Regions from separate parts of the Sus scrofa genome. Here region 1 is linked to region 2. The links are chromatin contacts, called in public HiChIP or PLAC-seq maps. All regions are on one chromosome and are shown on one strand. The core of a region is the stretch at or near the end of the contact, and the rest is flanking DNA. Distances in the headings are between cores, read along the strand shown. Region 1 overlaps PLXNA1 (plexin-A1). Region 2 has its middle 62 kb from the start of TPRA1.

Region 1 (3,369 bases), core at 59-2,558, 370 kb before region 2:
TCCAGTCCCGAATAAACTGTCCTGTGTCCCACCAGCCCCTGAGCCCGCCCATGTGGCCATCACTGTGTGGTGGACCTTCCCCTCCCCCCACCCCAGCTACATCCTTGCCCACTCCCCCTCAAGGTGGTCTTCCTGGTGGGTGCGAGATGTGGGACCCACCCTGGGCTCCTGCTCCTGGGCCTCAGGTGATGTCCAGGGCCTTGGTTTTCCTGTCTGTCGAATGGGTCTAGGAAGTCCTGCGTCCCCTGGTCTGGATGGGCTGCCCCCAGGTCATAGTCTCCCCCCAACCACCCCCTGGTGTGGCCTGTGCAGGCCCCTTGAATGTGCCCTGGGCTCCCGCCCTGGTAGTGGAGAGGACCGGAGCCGGCTGTGTAACCCCCCAAGAAGGCACCTGGGCCTCACCCTCCTCCCCCCACAGCCCCTGCAGATTGACGACGACTTCTGTGGGCAAGACTTCAACCAGCCACTGGGTGGCACAGTCACCATCGAGGGTACGCCCCTGTTCGTGGACAAGGATGATGGCCTGACCGCCGTGGCCGCCTACGACTATCGGGGCCGCACTGTGGTGTTCGTGGGCACACGAAGCGGCCGCATCCGCAAGGTCAGCGGGGCAGGGGAGGAGCTGGGAGTCGAGCTGGCCTCGCTCTGGGGCGATTGGTGTGTATACAGTGGGGGTGATCGCCTCCCATCTCACCCTCTTTGGGGGCTGCTTCTGCCTCTGGCCCCTGTCGAGGCCCTGGCTGGGCATCAGAGGCCTGACGGTGGAGCCCCTCGGGCCGGGAGCAGCTGGCCCTGCTCTCTGAAATCGCACAGTGAACTCCTGGGAAGGCTGTGTGCAGGGCGGGGGCAGGGCAGGCCTGTGAGGCTCCCTCTTCTCCTGGGATCCAGTGTCTGCTGAGGCAGTGCTCTGCCCTGGAGCACGGCCCCCAACCACATGAGACAGCAAGGCCAAGGGCAAGGCAAGGGACTGGTGTGAGAGCCTCCGCGTGCTCTAGAGCAGGGGCAGTTTGTGAGCCCCTGCATGTACGAGGTGGGTTGAGGGGGCAGGGCCCATCCCACATGTGTAGGTCTCTTTCCCCGAGAAGCTGCGCAGAGCCAGGCTGGGCTGGACAGGGAGGGCGTTCTGGGGAGGCAACAGGCAGTGGGTCAGCAGCAACTTGGTGGGTGCGGACCAGATCAGGGAGGGTCTGCTGTGGGGGAAGTTCCTGGAGCGACAGTAGGGTGGGGGGCCTGGAAGCTCCCGAGGGTCAGCGCAGGGCGGGGCTGGTAGATGAAATAACAGCTGTCCTGAGGCTGCTGCTGACACAGCTCCCCGCCTGGCGTGCGCCCGTGGGTGGGGGCTGGGCCCCAGGCCAGCGAAGGCCTTGCCTGCTCTCAGCTCTGGTGCCAGAGAAAGTGGGAAGTGCCTCCTGTCTCTGCCAGGTCAGGTGTCCTCAGTGTCATGTCCCACTGCCCCCCCCCAGCTCTGTGATTCCGGGGAAGGGCCCTCCCTAGCCTTGGCTTTCCCATCTGGGAAATGGGCCTGAAGTGTGGGCTCTGGGCTGGGGTGGCCATGAGGCAGTGGGGCCATTGGGGTGGTGGCTGGCCAGCTCTGGCCCCCGCCACCCTCTGGATCAGCGTCTGTGCCCTCAGCCTGTCCTTGGTGTGACCTCACCCCCACCCTGGGTCAGGCACTGCCTGGGCCCTGGGTGTTACCTGCTCCCCTTCCAGGTCTGGGCCTCCCCCCAGCACACATGCTCTCTGCCTGCTGCCCTGGGGCTGGGGAAGCAGGGAAGAGCTGTGGACCCGTGGAGGTGTGTCGCTGGGTTGTGCCTGGCAGGGGCCTGTCCCACTGTAGCAAGACCCTTCTCGGGTGTGGCTGCCAGTGAAGCCTCTTGGAGACATTGCCACAGGGCCTCAAGCCTGTCACCCAGCAGAAGGGTAGGCTCCTGGGGCTGGGAGCAGCCCTCTTGCTGGCTGTCAGGCTGGGTAGCTGGCCAGGCATCGTCCTCACCCATAGGCCACTCCACGAGGTGCTGAGAACAGGTCAGTCCATCCCTGTCTCCAACTGCTGCCTTTCAGCCTCACCCCCACGTTACTGTCCTTGACCCACCAAGGGGACACTGAGGCTGAGTGGGGACCATGGAGGAGGCCTGAGCTCTCTGGGAGAAGGGGCTACATCGGGAGTGAGGAGGCCATGGCTGAGGGCCCCTCGTCCTCTCTGCTCCTCCCCTCTACCTGCCTCCCTGGCGCCATCACCCCTACACTGGGGCTGGGCACAGGTGCCCTCTGGGGTGTGTGGGGTCAGCCATGCCCAGGGCCACTGGCTGGTAGCAGCAGTCTGAGAGTCAGGGTGTCGACCCGGCTGGTTTTGAGCCCTCCCCCAGAGGGTGCCTCCCAAGCCTCTTCCACCCACAGGGAGGGTCCAGGGAAGCTGTTGTAGGGTGTTTGTAGGTTTTGTCAAAATGGCTGCATTCCGGTGGTTCCAGCCCTCGTACCCCCAGCTGCGTGCCCGGGAGTGCCATCCAGCCTCTTTGCGTGCTGCGTGGTGGCAGTGCTGGGGCCTTGTAGCAGCCCCTTGTCCATGTGACGTGGAAACCGAGGTGCACTGGGGGCAGTGGCACATGTCCAGGGCCTCCCTCCCTTCCCTGGGGTCCCTGGAGGAAAGGAGGTGGGACCCCTACTTTGGCCACCTCTCTCCCGCTTTGAGGAATCTGGGGGCTGTCAGGGCAGCCCCTCCTTCTAGAAACCTGAGTGGCTGGCCACATGCAGGGTCTTCCTTCCCATAGCCCAAGGCATCAGCTGGGGTGGGGGTGTTCCGGGGCCAGAGCCAGGGCAGGGAGGGCTCCAGCCCAGCCCCATGCCCCCTCCCTGCTGCTGCCTAGCTACCTCTCCAGGGGCTCCAGGACCTTTGAGGGAGCTGGGCCCTCGGGCTCCCTCTCCAGGATTTAGATCCAGGCCCTTCCCACCCTGAAGGCTGTATCTCCTTACCCCCTTGCGCTCTGTGCCCTGTGTGTGGGGCCCTGGGAACTCCCACCTACCTTAGACCCTGGGGTAGGCTGTTGGCACCACACCCTATCTTACCCACGCCTGGTCTGCCCTGAGCTTTAAACAGCGACTAGAGCTCTAGGGACGTGGCTGGCTCTGGGCCACCTCCAGGCGGTACTGTGTAAAATTGTAGCCGATTAATTTAAGAGCTGCCAACTTGAGCGGCTGAGGGCTGGCTGGGGTGCCCTCTGCCTGCCACCTCCTGGGATGACACCCCCAGACCCCAGCCCTGCACATACCCTCCTGTCCTCCCCGCCCCTGTGGCCTCCAGGGGTGCCGGGGCCCCAGCAGGAGTTCCCAAGGGCGGCCCCTGGCCCAAGCCCTCGAGTCGGCCCAGGTGCC
Region 2 (3,705 bases), core at 657-3,156:
GTTGGGTCCACGGCGGGTGCCAGGGGTGGCCATGCCCTGCCTCTCCTTCCAGCAGGCATTGGCGCCTGTGCCCTGTTAGTTCTCTTAGAGGCCAACCCCAGAGGCAGCACCTCAGGGTGGGAGAGGTGTGCCAGCTTCTCAAGTCCTGAGGCTGCCCATGCTGCTCCCTGGCATGATGGAGGCCCTTCGGCCCCATGACGAGCCAAGGGCGCCCTGTCACAGGCAGCCCTGGTGGCTGCACTGCAGAAACACTAATTGGGAAGTGAGACAAGCTGAGTGCTTTAATGAGCTACCTTGTTGTAACTCTAACTGGTTGGCGTTATTTACAGAGATTCTGCTAATGAGGTGCCTGTCAGAGGGGGAGCACACGATGGGGGAGGAGGGGAGCCAACCAGCCTGACTGCAGAGGCCAGAGTCAGAGAGAAGAGAAAGAAGCTTACCTGTGCCGAGCTCCTCCTGGACCACGTGATCCCACTCCTTGTCCAGAAGCCAGCAGGTGCAGATGAGGTAAGAGCAAGGGAACCTGCTGCCAAGCTGACACAGGGAGTCCAGGTCAGTCCAGGTGACTCAGATGGCCAGCCCCTCGGGGACCGGCTGCAGGCAGATGGCAGGTCCACCCAGACCCACCCGAGGTGGCAGGAGGAGCAAAGCATGTGACAGTGGGGAAAAGCATCGACTAGCATGGAGCACCACTACCCCCCCAACCTGGACACACAGGACCCACTGAGAATGGGGAGCGCCTGGGCTCCCTGGGTTCACACACCTGCTTCCTGGGTTGATCCTGGACAGGCCAGGGTCCCCCAGCCACCCCTCAGGGCCTCCTCCCCTAAGGCCTGATGGTACTCTGGGCCATCTGCCCTCCCGAAGTCCATCCACCCTAGGCCTGGGAATGACTCGCCTGCAGTTTACTGGGCTCAACCTGGGTCAGGAAGTTCATCAGTCTCTGGTGTACATATTGGATTGTAGCCAAAATAAAAACTCTGACCTTTGGTCTCAGTTTTTCCACCTGCAAGATGGGATTAATAAAATCTGCCTTTCTGAAAGATGGTGAGATGCCGAGAAAGGTTCAAGAAGTGCCCGGTAAACTGCCAGGTGCTGACCTTAGCCTTGTTACCATTATTAGCAGCAGTGTCCTCTGGCTGCAATGCTGACACCAAGCTCTCCGTGCCATGAGGACACTGCTCTGGCTGTGCTCACCTCCCACTGGGCCCTGCCCCGCCTTCTCCACCCTCACTATCACATCCCCTCCTCCCCTGCCACCCATCAAGGCTGACATCTCTTTAATGATAACATCTGTGCATTTCCGTGGGAGCCATAGAGCCCCTCCTGACAGCCCCTATTCAGAGGGGATCAGGTGCTCAGAACTTTGGGAAGAGTTGAGTCTTGGGGGGAAAATGCACTAATTGCCAAGTGTTGCTGTTCACCCTGATGTGGTAGCAAAAGGAATATTTATGTATATGTTCAGGAGGACCAGTGAAACCAGCACAAGTGTGAGATGGTGTCCGAATGTCAGTGCCAGGAGCTCCTCTCAGGGCCTTGCTGCCAGACTCCTCCCTTATTCCACAGAGAAGACATGGGGGCCCAGAGAGGGTAGCAACTTGCTGAAGGTGGCTCAGGACTGGGAAGGAGGTCCAAGGCTGGCTGATGCCCCAGGCCCATGTGGCCTCCACACAGCAGCTGGTTCATCGAGAACAAAAGCCGTGCATTCCTCCTGCATCTCAGCATGCGGCCATCTGGGGCGCTGCCTGCCCTGCAGGGCTGCTGTATTTGCAAGTGCCGCCTGCTGGGGCCCTTGTCCTGGACAAGGGGCCTGCAGAGACCCTTCTCTGAGGCTGGAGATCTGTCCCTCAGTAGCCAGGACGGTGGGCACAGCCCCACTGAGCAGCCATCTGCGGCTGCTGAGTTGTGAGACATGGGCGCCAAGTGCTGCAACCAAGGCTGTTGTCCAAGGGCCAGAGCGCCAGCCCTGGCCATGCCTCCACAGCCTCTTGGAACAAAGCCACTGTAAGTAGGTGGAGATTGCTTCTTAACCCAGACAGCTCTCAGCTCAAATCCCAGCTAGGCCCACCTGCCCCTACAACCCCAGCGAGCTCTCACCCTCTGTGTCTGACTCCGTATCTGCTGGTGTGATGAGTTGGGCCCTGCAGGGTTGGTCTGGGGCCTGAAGGGTGGGTATGCCACCCAGGGCTGCTCCCTACACTGAAAAGGCATCAGGGCCCCCACCAGCAAGCACAGGACAGCAGCTGTTCAGCCTCAGCGCATTTGCTGGTATAAAAATTTGGCGGGAGGTCCTATGGACAGGCCCCAACTCCCACATGTCTGCACCCCACCCCTGCCCCACTCCCTGTGGCTCCCACCAGCCCCTGAGTCCACATGGTCTCCTGAGTTTGCCACCATGAAGGGACCCTTTTTGCATGGCTCCAAAAGGTGAAGCCTATGCCGGCCCCCTTCCCTCCTGCTCCCAGCCAAAACCCCATTGCGCTCTTGGCCCAGGTCAGATAACACGGCCCCGCAGGGCTGCCCCATTCCCTTCTGAGCACAGGTAGACTGTTGGCAGGTACACTTGACCATTCAGCAGTCAGTCCGGGTCCAAGCTCTGCAGACACAGCCATGAACAAATCTGACTAGGGCCACATCTTCCTGGAGTTGCTCTAGTGGAAGGGACAAACCGCTAACAGTTTGGTCAACAAGGCAGCTTAGGCAGAAAAAAATGGAACAGGGTGTGCACTGGACCAGTCAGGGAGCAAGGGAGTGTAGAGTCAGCCTGCAAATTTCCGTTTAGCAACACAACAGGCAAACATCACAGCCTCACGCAGTGAGGAGCTGAATCTTCACACTGAACGGTTCTGATGTACCTTAACCTGAAGGCGGTCCCTCTGCCCACGCCCACTGCCACCACCTGGACAAGCCCCCATTTGCTCTCTCCTGCATTATTGCAAGAGCCTCCTGGCTGCATCCCCCACTTCTGCCCTGGAAGCCCCTTCAGTCACCACTTAGCCCAGTAGCCACAGTGAACATTTTAAAATGCAAGGCAGAGCTCACCATCCCTCCACCAAAACCCAAATGGCCCCACATTACCCCAAGGAAAAGCTGAGGTCTTCCTATGACTTAGACGGCCCTGCATGACCTGACCCCCATCAGCTCTCTGTCCTGGTGGCCAGTCCTCCACCCTCACCACTGCCCCTGTCACAGTGTCTCCCTGCCATTCCAGGAAAAATGCCAGGCACGTCCCAGCCTCAAGACCTTTGCACGTGCTGTGCCCCTGTCTGTGATGCTTTCCCCCAAATACCCAAGGACTCACACCAGCACTTCTTTAGTTCTTTCTGGCTCCAGGAGGCTGGGGCCACCTTCTCCATTAGCCAAAACCAAACGTGGATTGGTGCTGGGTTTGGCTGTTTCTGCTCAAGGCAGGGCGCCTCCAGGGACATCCACCAGGAATTCCCCGCAGTGCCAGCCACACCCTCTGGGAGCTGTGCTTTGAGCCAGGGCTCGTCCTTCCTGGCCTCCCTCCTTCCCTCTCTCTTTCCAGAAGGCTCAGACCTGCTCCAAGGCTGGGGCTTCCCACCCACCTCTGTTCCCTTTCCCTGTTTTCCACAGGCGTTCCCAGCAAGAAACTCCTTACAATTCCAACTCCATCATCTTGACATCTGCTTTTCAGGAACCCCAGCTGACAGTGTGTCACCTTTCACCCAAACTGCAAAGAAG

Evidence for each region. HiChIP or PLAC-seq counts read pairs in DNA pulled down with a chosen protein or histone mark.
Region 1: a contact with region 2 is called in an H3K27ac HiChIP or PLAC-seq map of skeletal muscle, with 7 times the contacts expected there. The contact joins two enhancer-like sites. A contact is called at or near these places in 1 of 47 Hi-C or Micro-C datasets (fetal skeletal muscle) and 1 of 2 datasets of contacts at active chromatin or transcription factors (skeletal muscle).

What each region holds. Positions count from the first base shown.
Region 1 is chr13:73,088,745-73,092,113 of Sscrofa11.1, reverse strand. It overlaps PLXNA1 (plexin-A1), which reads left to right. Exons shown (of 32, transcript XM_021069450.1): 3 at 419-601. Among named protein-coding and RNA genes, the nearest start is that of PLXNA1, 8.4 kb to the left of the region's middle. Within about 2 kb of position 1,308, at least 10 of the 83 cell types and tissues checked have an H3K27ac peak or open chromatin away from gene starts, as enhancers often do. A contact at or near this core is called in skeletal muscle, where this site is marked.
Region 2 is chr13:72,721,287-72,724,991 of Sscrofa11.1, reverse strand. No RefSeq gene overlaps it. Among named protein-coding and RNA genes, the nearest start is that of TPRA1, 62 kb to the right of the region's middle. Within about 2 kb of position 1,906, at least 5 of the 83 cell types and tissues checked have an H3K27ac peak or open chromatin away from gene starts, as enhancers often do. A contact at or near this core is called in skeletal muscle, where this site is marked.